Linked DNA regions of Ovis aries: region 1 is linked to region 2. A link is a contact called in public Hi-C data. All regions are on one chromosome and are shown on one strand. Each heading gives the region's core, a stretch centred on a gene start, on an enhancer-like site or on the middle of the called end of the contact. The rest is flanking DNA. Distances are from core to core; before and after follow the strand shown. Region 1 holds the start of EIF1B (eukaryotic translation initiation factor 1B). Region 2 overlaps MYRIP (myosin VIIA and Rab interacting protein).

What was found. Hi-C and Micro-C count contacts between places; a contact is called where the count stands out from the background.
Region 1: a contact with region 2 is called in a Hi-C map of tail adipose tissue, with 2.1 times the contacts expected there. The contact joins the promoter of EIF1B here to the enhancer-like site in region 2. A contact is called at or near these places in 15 of 16 Hi-C or Micro-C datasets (blood, hypothalamus, liver and 7 more).

What each region holds. Positions count from the first base shown.
Region 1 is chr19:13,177,359-13,183,511 of ARS-UI_Ramb_v3.0, forward strand. EIF1B (eukaryotic translation initiation factor 1B) reads left to right here and starts at 4,614. Exons shown (of 4, transcript XM_004018240.5): 1 at 4,614-4,901; 2 at 5,832-5,995. The coding sequence starts at 4,871.
Region 2 is chr19:13,115,261-13,121,225 of ARS-UI_Ramb_v3.0, forward strand. It overlaps MYRIP (myosin VIIA and Rab interacting protein), which reads left to right. Exons shown (of 17, transcript XM_027958035.2): 11 at 4,168-4,407. Among named protein-coding and RNA genes, the nearest start is that of EIF1B, 64 kb to the right of the region's middle. Within about 2 kb of position 2,676, at least 5 of the 54 cell types and tissues checked have an H3K27ac peak or open chromatin away from gene starts, as enhancers often do. A contact at or near this core is called in tail adipose tissue, where this site is marked.

The sequences.
Region 1 (6,153 bases), core at 3,364-5,863, 64 kb after region 2:
CCCAATAGTAATATTGTTATACGCTGCTTTTCAACTAGCAGTTGCTTGCAATAACTTTTTCGGTCTCTGTCATTCGACCTTAAATGTATCATAAGTAGCAACTAGGTAAACTTTTGCAACCATTCTTAGTTAACAGAAAAATATAACATTCATGCTTGTGATTGCCGGTAATTATTTACTTTTATCATCTTTATTATGATTTAGTCTTTTAAATTTACTATATGATTTCTTGCTGCTCTTTTCTACATTTTCTTACCTTTTGTTGGATTGAAAAAAGCATGACATTTCTATTCTTCTAAAAGTCACCCATAAAATATTTCACCCTCATTACACACCAATGTGATTTAGACATAACCATAATCTTTACTGATTTCCCTCTGTACCTGAGCTCTTTTATTTATATCTTTCTCTTCTTTGAGTTTTAATATTTCTGGAGTGTGTCATCAATACTGTCCAGGGGAGTAAACTTTCTGAGTTTTTAAACATTTTGAAAAACGCCTGTCTTCTTCTTGCATATTATTTTGCCAAAATATAGGATTTCAGGCCCATAATATCAGAATTTTAAAGATGTTTCATAATCTTTAATAATCCAGTGACGCTAGTGTTTCAGCATTTCCTTCATTAACTGATTTTTCATGTCTAATCTGTTGATGACATACACGTATTGTTCAGTGCTGAATTCATTCTTCCCCAAAACACGTATTTTCTGACATTATTAGGGATCTTTTAATAGTGAAGATAACAAGCTAGCCATTTTGAGCGAATTACTATTCCCTTCTCTTTAATGATAGCATAGCCCTTGATTATTACTATTAATTTCAATGATCTATCATTCAAGTTCCCACGGCAGGTTAAGCAGGTTTCTGGAGATGTGATTTTATTTCTGGCCTATGCAAATACTCATAATAGTGAGTTCTGCTCTAACACAAACCTACTATCTTCAGTGACAAAAAAAAGAATTAGATGTCTTAACTGATAATGTTTTCAAGCATTTCCTTTGTATCACACATTGCTAATATAACAATCGAGTGTTCACGATAATAAGCTGAGGTTGTAAAGTGACTTTTTCTGACCTAGACACTAGGTCTAGGTCCTCCTACATAAGGAGTCCCACATCTCTCAAGAACCGGCCTGGATTAGGATTCTTGTTGAGTCGCCAGGAACAGCTGGTGGGAGGGGTGACCTCAGCGATGCTGAATTCAGAGCACAGCAACTGAGACAGATGGTGAGCTACACTCACGGAAGCAGAAAACCTGAGCGCCGTATCATCACGAGGCCGCTGCAATCAGTGACCTCTGGATGGACAAGGACCCGAGGTCCTCACCTGTTAGCATCTCTTCATGACTGGCTGACGTTAGAAGCGGCTGCATAAAATCCACCATTGTCTTCCTGGTAGGCAGACTACTGGGGATCCTGTCCACCACCTCACAGTGTCCCCTTTATGAGAGTCCACGAAAAGCACCGCCTGTGGCTCAGAGCCAGACAAAGTCATTCCTCCTGCACAGCTGGTATGGTTTCATCCTGTAGGCGTACGGATTTTCTAGCTGATTTTCTCTTTGTCTTAACCATTAGGAAGTTAAAAGCCAGATCTGAGGTTTCTCACTAGCTTTGGGGGCTTTTAATTCTCAACTAGTCTAACATTTTTTTTAAAAAAATCTTCCCTGATTCCTTTAGTCACTACTACTGTTTTCTGCAATTGATCTAAACTCCCTTTGGAAATAAGGCAGAAACTAATCACCTTAAACTAGGCTGACGTTGTTTAGAGATATTAATAAAAATAATAGATTTTAAGTGCTTTAATTTGTCCCTTTTATAACTTTACATATAGGTCAAATCCTTTCACTCTAAACCAGTGCTGTCCAATAGAAATAGTATGTGAGCCGTATATAGTATTACATTTTCTAATAGCCACATTCTAAAAAGAAACAGGTGAAACTGAGACAGTTTAAGTCTTCCAAATGTGTACTTTAGAGAGCGAGAGCACATCACAATTTGCAGTAGCTACACTGCAAGGGTTCAATAGCCACATGTGGTTAGTGGTTCCTGTATTGGACGGGTCAGGTCTAAAATCAAAGTCAGAATGATGACTAGAGTCAGAATCGTGACTATCATCACGATTGTATTTGACCTGTTTTCATAGTTGGCTTTGATTTCTGACCTCCTGGGGATCTCTGATATAAACAGTAGGTCCAAGAAAGTATGTGCTCTCCTGACACAGGTAATGACCATGAATACCCCAAGATTTCTGGATCTTTTTTAACTTCTCTATGTTTGTTTTTTTTTTTTCCTTGACTGAACCACTTTTGGCTCCTTCTAAGAAAAAACATAATATAAAATGGTTTGAGATGTCTAGTAACAGAAATGGTTATACATTTTGTTTATTCTTAAAGTTCATCCAAATAAGTATTAAAAATTACTTTAAAGCACACTGATAAAGGTTCAAAACTAGAAAGCCACTGTAGGAATAATCAACAAATGAACAACAAAAAATGTTTGCTTCTCCTTGTTTTTGAACCAGTTTTAACACTTTACACTTTAGTTTGGATAATAAAAGTGTCATTCATTTAAGTCAGGACTAAACGCCCCAAAATGTAGTTCAGATTTCTGAGAGTGGCCAATTTGATTCTTCAGGCAAATAATGTAACCCATGAAAGCCTCCATTTCTACATGAGTATAACCAGAGGAATAACTATATTATGGAGAAGGCAATGGCAACCCACTCCAGTACTCTTGCCTGGAAAATCCCATGGACAGAGGTGTCTGGTAGGCTGCAGTCCATGGGGTCGCTAAGAGTCGGACATGACTGAGTGACTTCACTTTCACTTTTCACTTTCATGCATTGGAGAAGGAAATGGCAACCCACTTCAGTGTTCTTCCCTGGAGAATCCCAGGGATGGGGGAGCCTGGTGGGCTGCCATCTCTGGGATCGCACAGAGTCCAACATGACTGAAGCAACTTAGCAGCAGCAGCAGCAACTATTTTATAGAATGGCTATGAAGATTAATATACTGTGTATAAACCTCACAACAGGCAAACAGTATGTACTCAATAAATTATCCACTCACTACTATTTTTTATGATAGTAAACTATCCACTTACTATTATCATAGTTAACCACAAAAGATTATTAAATCCATGTTCCAAAACTGGGGTCTGCAGATTGTCCATCCACAGCTAAAACTGTGGAGAGTAGATTCCTAAAACCAGAGGGAAAATAAGACTCCACCTACATTTTCACTAATCTCTAAACAAAAGTTAGCCTTTGTTTCATTATGAATGCTGGCAACATCAACGTAGTATCTGAAGGATCTGTAACTCTGCACTAGCAGAAGTCACTGTTTTCATATTACATTTCTGATGCCTACAGACATCTCAAAATATTTGTCACCTTTTCGAAATTCCAGGCTTTGTGAGATCTGCTGCTAGATCTTCTCAATTAAGGCATTAGTAAAGAAGCAATACTATGTTATCAACCTATTGGTTTTAATTTCAATACATTATTTCCTTTGTAATCCAACATTTTTTATTTCACGCACTTAAAAGGATTATTCTGAGAATGGGTCCGTAGGTTTCACAAGACTGCCATGGCACAAAACAAAGTTAAGAATCCCTGACTTTCAGTCTATCTCTTTGCTTCCAGAAGGCCAACCAAGTTTTACAATCAAGCACCTGACTGGGTGAGCCCATTCCCATAGTCTCAGGTTTGTTTTCTGTTTATAGCTTGATAGGAAGATATTACTGTTCTGGTGTCTGACTCTGTCAATTAACCTTCGTGTTCAAGGTTCTGTGTTAAGCTGACAGGTTGATTTTCTGGTGCATTCGGTCGACTTGGGGAATATATGTGACTCCCACTGGATGCCAGGCCTTCAATGAAGCTGGGCAGTGGTTTTGAAGCGCGGTTCCAGATCAGTAGAATTAGCGTATCCTGGCAGCTTGTTAGATACGCAAATTCTCGGGTCACTCCCCAGACGTCCTAAAACTGAAGCTGCGGGGTGTCTATCAGTCTGTATTTTAAGCCCTGGGGGAGATGTACGCTAGAGTTTGAGAACCACCGTGGTAGACACTCGGAGGACAGCACAATCCTGGGTAGGAGGCCCCCACCTCGACCCTTGGTAGGAACTAACAGGGTTCCTACAACCGGACGGGGCAGGAGATGGGGAAGGGAGGTAATGAGCGAAAGCCGGGACTTTGGGCCTTGTTCGGCTCCTGTACCCCGATTTTACTTAGATTACCCAGGGCCTCGAGGGTGACTGATGGGAGATTATCCGCCTCCCCTCCCCTGGCCCCGCCAGCACCGACCCCTCCGGGCTGCCACCCTACGGCTAGAAAAGACGAGTCAAGGGAGAGTGTGCGAGAGAGCGGAGAGGACAGCTCTAGACAAGAGGGTTCTAGCCAGACAGATCGGCAGCTCGCTAAACCCTTCCCTGCCCAAGCCACCCGGTGCTGGGGGGCGCACACCCTGCTGGGAATTGAGGTCCCGGAAGCCCACCCATTCCAGGCTTTCCGGACTGTCTTGCCTCGAGAAAACTACAAGTCCCAGAGTGCTCGGCGCGGGCGGGTCACGTGGGAGGGGCGGCGGGCGCGGCTAAATAGTCTCCGTCGGCCATTTTGTGGGAGAAGCTGCAGCGCCGCCTCTTCTTTCGCGTCTTCGCATCCGTTGCCGCCGCCTCTTCCTCCGCCTCCTCCTTCGCCTCTTCCTGCCTCCTCCCGGCTTCCGCCGCCGCCGCCGCCGCTCAAGCCGCATCCCAGCCCCGGGGCCAAGCGTCTCCGTATTTATTTCCGTTTTTTCGCCACTACAGCCTCCTGACACGGTGATCCGGGCGGGCCCCGCAGGAATTTTATCCCCACACCGGCCTCACACTAGTATCGCATGTCCACTATCCAGAACCTCCAATCTTTCGGTAAGAGCGGGTCGCCCCGCCGCCTCCTCCCGCCCGCCGCGTCCTCCGTGCGCCTCTCGGCTGTCCAGCCGCCGCTGCCCGCCCCCGGCGGGGCCGCTCCCCCGCTCCCCGCCTCGCAGGGCCCCCGGTCGCCCTCCCCGCACCCCGAGTGGGGCTTTGTCTCGGCGCCCAGAAGATGGCGACTGGGCCCCGGGCGACCCCCTCCCTGAAGACGGCCCCCGGAGCCCCGGCCGCGGACCCTGTGCCGCCCGCTGCCCGCTCCTGGCCCGGCCTGCGCCTCGCTTCTGCCTCCTGCCACCTCTGCGACCCTGTGCCGCCCCCAGACCTGCCCTGCTGCTGGCCAGGGGGACGCCGGCCCGGGCCGGGGTGTCGGCGTCCATTAGCGGTCGGGGCTGTTGTGTGAGCGGCTCTCGGGGGCATTTAGTAGAAGACGCGGCCGATCAGGCCTCTGATCTGTTACAGGGTAGTGGTCCAGTTCTCTTCGTGTAGCACTCTTGATTGAGATATGTGCATCTTTTCCCAGGCAGAGTTACTGTTAAATGACTAGGAAGTATCTGTGAATCTTTCTGTTGTCATCAGAATGTAATCGAGATGACGCACATTTTTTATAGTGGCTATAAAATTAAGGTCTTAAAATCTCAGGATTATGTTCAACGATAACATTATCCACCTGTAAGCGTTTTTCTCTTCCGGTATTGGTGGGCATACCTGTTTAAAAATCTCGTTTTGTGAGAGTACCTTAGCGGTTTCAGCAATGACCTACGCTTATGACTGCCCCCTCCCCCCGCCCCGCATCCCCACCTGCAGAAAAAAAGCAGAGGCACTAGAACCTTCTTTGCTGAGTGTCTAGATTGTAGCGAACCATATATCTGGAAATTACTAACTAAAAGATATTTTCCTGCTTTGGATTTTTCTGTATTCCCTTTGCAGACCCCTTTGCTGATGCAACTAAGGGTGACGACTTACTCCCGGCAGGGACTGAGGATTACATTCATATAAGAATCCAGCAACGGAACGGCAGGAAGACGCTGACCACTGTCCAGGGCATTGCGGATGATTATGACAAAAAGAAACTTGTGAAAGCTTTCAAAAAGGTAAAGGTGTTAGGAAGAAGAGATTAAAATGTAGTTATTGAAGCACACCTCTAAGTAGGATTATGGTCCACACCTTTACTTGACTGTCAGTGTGGATGAAAATGATTTGACCCAAGGAAACTGTTCATACTGTTAATTAACATCTAGGTAATCTTAGG
Region 2 (5,965 bases), core at 1,426-3,925:
GCCAACAAAGTTCCATACAGTCAAAGCTATGATTTTCCCAGTAGTCATGTACGAAGGTGAGATTTGGACCAAAAAGAGGGCTGAGTGCTGAAGAACTGATGCTTTTGAATTGTGGTACTGAACAAGACTCTCGAGACTCCCTTGGACTGCAAGGCAATCAAACCAGTGATCAAATATTAAAGGAAATCAACCCCAAATATTTATTGGAAGGACTGATGCTGAAGCTGAAGCTCTGGTACTTTGGCCATTTAATATGAAGAGCCAACTCACTGGAAAAGACCCTGATGCAGGGGAAGACTGATGGCAAAAGGAAAAGGGGGTGGCAGAGGATTAGATAACATCACCAACTCCATGAACATAAATTTGAGCCAACTCCGGGAGATAGTGGAGGACAAAGGAACCTGGCTACAGTCCATGAGGTCGAAAAGAGTCAGACACAACTTAGCAACTGAACAGCAATAACATCATCCTTATTTAGCCAGAATCTCCACATTAGGCGGAGAAGGCAATGGCACCCTACTCCAGTACTCTTGCCTGGAAATCCCATGGACGGAGGAGCCTGATGGGTTGCAGTCTGTGGGGTCATGAAGAGTCAGACACGACTGAGCGACTTCACTTTCACTTTTCACTTTCATGCATTGGAGAAAGAAATGGCAACCCACTCCAGTGTTCTTGCCTGGAGAGTCCCAGGGATGGGGGAGCCTGGTGGGCTACAGAGCATGAGGTCACAAAGCGTCAGACACGACTGAGCATGTACGCATGCACTCCATACACTAAATATAAGTGTGCAAAGAAAAGGCAGCTTTTTCCCTTAAATTTCCTCATCAGTCTCCCCACTCTGAAGAGCCAGGAACGTAAAACCAGCCAATCCAACAGACGCTTAGCTGCTTGCAACTTTCTGTTTAAAGCTGTATTTTTAAAGTAAATAACCAGTCATCCAACCCCTCCACTTTCTCCACCTTCACCATCTTGGGTTGTGAGGGGCCTTCTGGTGTCCTCTGAGAGCCGAGCAGTGTTCCTGGTCATTGCAGATCTCTCAGTGATGGGGCCCCTGTTCATCAAGTCATCCCCTGCACTGCCCCCCCTCCCCCGCAGCCCGGGCATCCCGCCAGTGTCTAAGGCTCCGCCCCTTGTGTGCTCAGTTAGAACCCTGGATCTCTCCCTCAGACCCCACCTCGGCTCTCACTTTCACCCACTTCCAACCCTGTCATGCAGCTCCTGGTCAGCTACCTCATTTCTACTCTAGGGAGCTCCTGGGTGCTCACCTTCCAGGAACACCCAAGATCTTCCATGAGCCAGCTTCTGAGTACCCTTGGTGCCACCCAGCAGCCTGGGGAGACCCAAGAGCCCGGAGATACTTGACAGGTAAAGCTCACTCCTTAGACGCCTGCTGTGCTGTGCTAGGTCGCTTCATTTGTGTCCAACTCTGTGAGCCCATGGAGTGTAGCCTGCCAGGCTCCTCTGTCCATGGGATTCTCCAGGCAAGAATACTGGAGTGGGTTGCCATGCCCTCCTCCAGGGGATCTTCCCAACCCGGGGATCAAACCCTCATCTCTTACATCTCCTGCACTGGCAGGTGGGTTCTTTACCACTAGCTCTACCTGGCAGACGCTTGCTCCTCTGCAGTCTGACCCAGGCCTGTTTTCTCCACACCCCAAAGCTCCCCATGCTCTCCACCTCTGAGCCTTATTCCTCTAACTGTGCCAAGCAGCTTCATGCACCTTGGGTCTTAACCGTCCTGCTGCTTCCTCACCAACAATGCCTATCCCATGTCAACATATTAAAATGCTCCTCATCTCTCAAGAACCTGCTCAGAGACCATTCTTCCCGTGGAGCTCCCCCCAAGTCCTAAGACCATAGGATTCCTCCTTCTCAAGCATTCTGGGGGCATCAGCCACCTCTCATGAAGTCCTCACCATTGATTCTTACTCAGGGCCAGAAAAAAAAATCATCATCCAAGGGACACTGTTTATCAGTCCGGTGATTTTTTTTTTCCACTTCTATCATCTGTCTGGACTTCCCTGGCAGCTCAGAGGTTAAAGTGTCTGCCTGGAATGCAGGAGACCAGGGTTTGATCCCTGGGTCGGGAAGATCCCCTGGAGAAGGAAATGGCAACCTACACCAGTACTCTTGCCTGGAGAATCCCATGGAGGGAGGAGCCTGGTAGGCTACAGTCCATGAGGTCGCTAAGAGTCGGACACGACTGAGTGACTTCACTTCACTTCAACTGTCTCCTTTTAATTGCCTTTATATAAACAGCTCCCTTAAGCATTTGTCCAATTATAAACTGAATCAAGCAAATTTGATACATGAATTTCATAAAGAATCTGCCACACCTTTTTAGCAGAACAGGATGGTCTAGATTCTTGTTGCGAAATGTTGTGTGATGAAGCCATTCCTGTCAAATGATGAACTGAATGAAAATACCATCTTTTCTCTTATCCTGATAGATACATTGTTTACGCATTGATTCTTTGTTTACTCATCGATTCTTTATTTACTTATTGATTCTTGGGTTTGAGAAAATTCACTTAGGACACTGTCATCTGAAGACTCTTAGTCTGAGATTTCACTTAGACAACCAATTTCTTCCATCATCGTTAGAGCCTGTGGAGCTGCTCTCCAACTTCATCTTATGAGTCATCTAATAATTGTGAAATGTTGTTCTCTCAGTTTTTTTCCTTTGCCATTATGAAAAATTTTGAATTCCCAACTGTATACAGTGAGCTAAAAGCAGACTCAAAATGGTGATGATTTATTTCCATGTTGAATCATCCTTCTAAGTAATACCATTTTTCTCTTTTGTTATTCTAGTCTCTTTTTAAGCAAAATTGATGAGTAATGATGAAAGATAATTCCCGGGATGATAAAACAGCAAAATATTTCCAAAGATAAGTAAAATGAGATCATGAAAATCTCATCATGTGTCTTAGATTGATAAAAGGGTCCAATGAACCCAGATAATAATTGCAAGATGGAAGGAGTTTTGTTTACAGAATTAGTACATTTTCTCTTTGTTCTTGGGGAGTTCTTCAATAAAGAATAAAAGTCATGAAACACCAAGCCTTTTAAACAGATAAAACAACTCAAAGAGGAAATTCAAAAGCTAATATTGTGTGCAGTGGACCCTGATGGTATGCTGGGGGTTATCTTGTTAAAATTCCATACACGTCTGTCCAACATGAGGTGAAGAATAGAGTGAGACTTAACGATTTCCATGTCTTCCTGGAGTTTCCCAGGCCCGGTCAGGGCTCTGCTCACGGAGGGAGCTCTAGGAGATGGTAGGAGCCAGAGATGTAATTGTGTGACTATCAAGGGAAGGTGGCATAGTATTCCTTACGTGTGCACAAGAACTTCACACCATCTCAAAATCTTTGTGATCTGTCCTGAATACGGTTCTTTCCTCTCTCCCTTTTAGCTGGGTAACTGCTGCACTTTGAATCTCAACTCAAACGCCACTTCCACGAGCCAGCTTTCCCTAACTCCCAGCTTCTCTGCACTTAGCAGGGTTTTAGTGTCTCTTCCACTGGGAGCTGGTGGAGGTTTGCTCAGACTTGCATCCTCAGTACCAGCACAGTGTTGCCCCTAGTAGCCACTGGATAAGTATTCTGCAAATGAAAAACACTGAATTCACTTTTCTGACTACAGATGCTCACCTGCCTAGAGTTTTTTTTTTTTTTAATTGAAGGATAATTGCTTTACAGTATTGCATTGGTTCTGCCTAAAGTTTTAACAAAGTGTTAAGATGCATATGTTTGAGAAAGTAAGAATAAAAAGTAAGAGCTCATCCATAGGGAAAGCAGATCAAGCAAGAGCTTCACTTTCCTGGTTTAGTTTACCTTCATTTTCATTGACCTTTGGTGGTTTAGTCGCTAAATCATGTCTGACTCTTGCAACCCCATGGACTGGAGCCCACAAGGCTCCTCTGTTCATGGGATTTCCCAGGCAAGAATACTGGAGTGGGTTGTCATTTCTTTCTCCTGGGGATCTTCCCAACTCAGGGACTGAACCCACGTTTCCTATGTCTCCCGCCTTGCAGGCAGATTCTTTATCCGCTGAGCCATCAGGGAGGCCTGATGTAAAGGACTGACCTTTACCCGGAGATTATCGGGAACAATATGGCTATAGAAAAAGGGTCTTCAGCTCGTGATTCTGGCTTTCCTTCAGGTGCCGGGTGATTTACCAGAGATTGACATCAGCAGTGAGGCTCGGCATCCCCGGGCCGACACAGACACCACAGAAGAGAAACGGAGGAACAGGCTGTATGAGCTAGCAAGGAAAATGAGTGAGAAGGAGACTTCTTCTGGGGAGGATCAGGAATCCGAGCCCAAGACTGAGTCTGAGAACCAGAAGGAAAGTCTGTCCTCTGAAGACAACAGCCAGAGTGTCCAGGAAGAGCTGAAGAAGGTAAGGGCTGCGCAGTCACAGCACATGGCCCAGTCTCTGCCTGGTCTCTTGCCGCTGGGGTGAGGCTCTGTATTTGTGCTGAGATTTGCTGAGAACCCAAAGAGCACTCTCTAAAATGCCCATCCCTGTGCACTTGGGAGAGCCCAGGAAAACTTGACTTGATTAATGCAGAGTTATTCAATCAGGAAAACAGCCCCGCGTGTCCTTGGATATCTCCCAAGACCTCTCATATCCCATCTTTCATCAAGACAGCCCTTGCTGTCTTTCGAGTCTGTAATGTAGCACCCACAGTCTCTCTTACTGGTAAGAGCCGTGTTATTTCACACCACCCTCCCCCCAAGGAATGTTTCCTGTGGAATGAGGGCATCTAGCCAGCCCTCTTTTACCAGTGCTAAAGCTTCATGTCATAGTATAAAGTCTTTGCACTGAAAGTTGCCTTCTAGGTCACTATCTCTGTAGTTTTCAGATCTGGGCTTGACTTACTTAGAACCTTTCCCAAACAAACCTTATATGGAACCCCAGGGTTCTAATCAGATACAAACACTGCTGCTCCGAGGGGTCCCCAAAACCCCAGTCACTTTGATCTTCAGTCCCACAGTCCTCTCTTCCTTCCAAGCCCAAGTAGGCCACCGAGTTCCAAGGGACATGGTGTGAAAACCACAGAAAATAGACCCTACCTCTGGCAGAAGGGGATCCCAGCCTCTCTCCCACCATCCTCCATGACATGCCTGGGTTCCCCCCACAGCTCCTCCCGTCGCCCACCCTAGACTTGACCCCTGCTGCCTCCAGTGGCAGGGGAGAAGCCAGCATTTGTTCAGCGTCTCCTATGTGTCTGGTGCATTGCGTGTGTTAGTTCATTTAATGTAAAACCTTTGCGGCAGACACAGCCCGGTGCTGCAGAGGGAGAAATTGAGACTAGTGAAGGTCCTCACTCGAGGCCCACAGCTAGTGAGTCTTGGAGCCTCAAGTCACAGGCTCCTTCCTTCATAAGCTGCTGCTTCTGAAACTCAGATTAGATCTTGTCTGGTAATATCTCGAATTCTTTGTACTTAGGATCCATTTTTACCCTGTTCTGAGAGTAGGCTCTCTAAGCTAATGACTGCCGGTAACCCATATATATAGTCCATGAGCCCCCTTCATCTGCTCAGCAGCCAAGCTGGGGTGCTAAGCAGGGGGCTGGCCAGCCCAGGAGGGACCACCACAGAGCAGTCTGCACCGTCCTTCGTGGCTGAGCCCCTGAACTTTCCAACACCTCACACTCTGCCTTTCACTCATGCCCAGCCCATCCTCCATAACCACTGAATCCTCCCTCATAAACCAGCCAGTTCCTGTGCCTGGGGATGGCGTATCCGTCTTTCCCCTGGCCTCTCTGTGGGTGGAGAGCAGATTCTGGCCTTCACAAGCAGCCCTTCCCTGGGATGTGGGCTCCAATCCCTTGCCTCCTCTACGGTTATGAGCTTTGATCCTCTCTGTTGCTTGAACCGATGCCCCATTACAGTCACATTTTGTCTGCTAGGGCTGAGAGTCAGATGGCAACTGAAGCATAGTGTGTTATTTC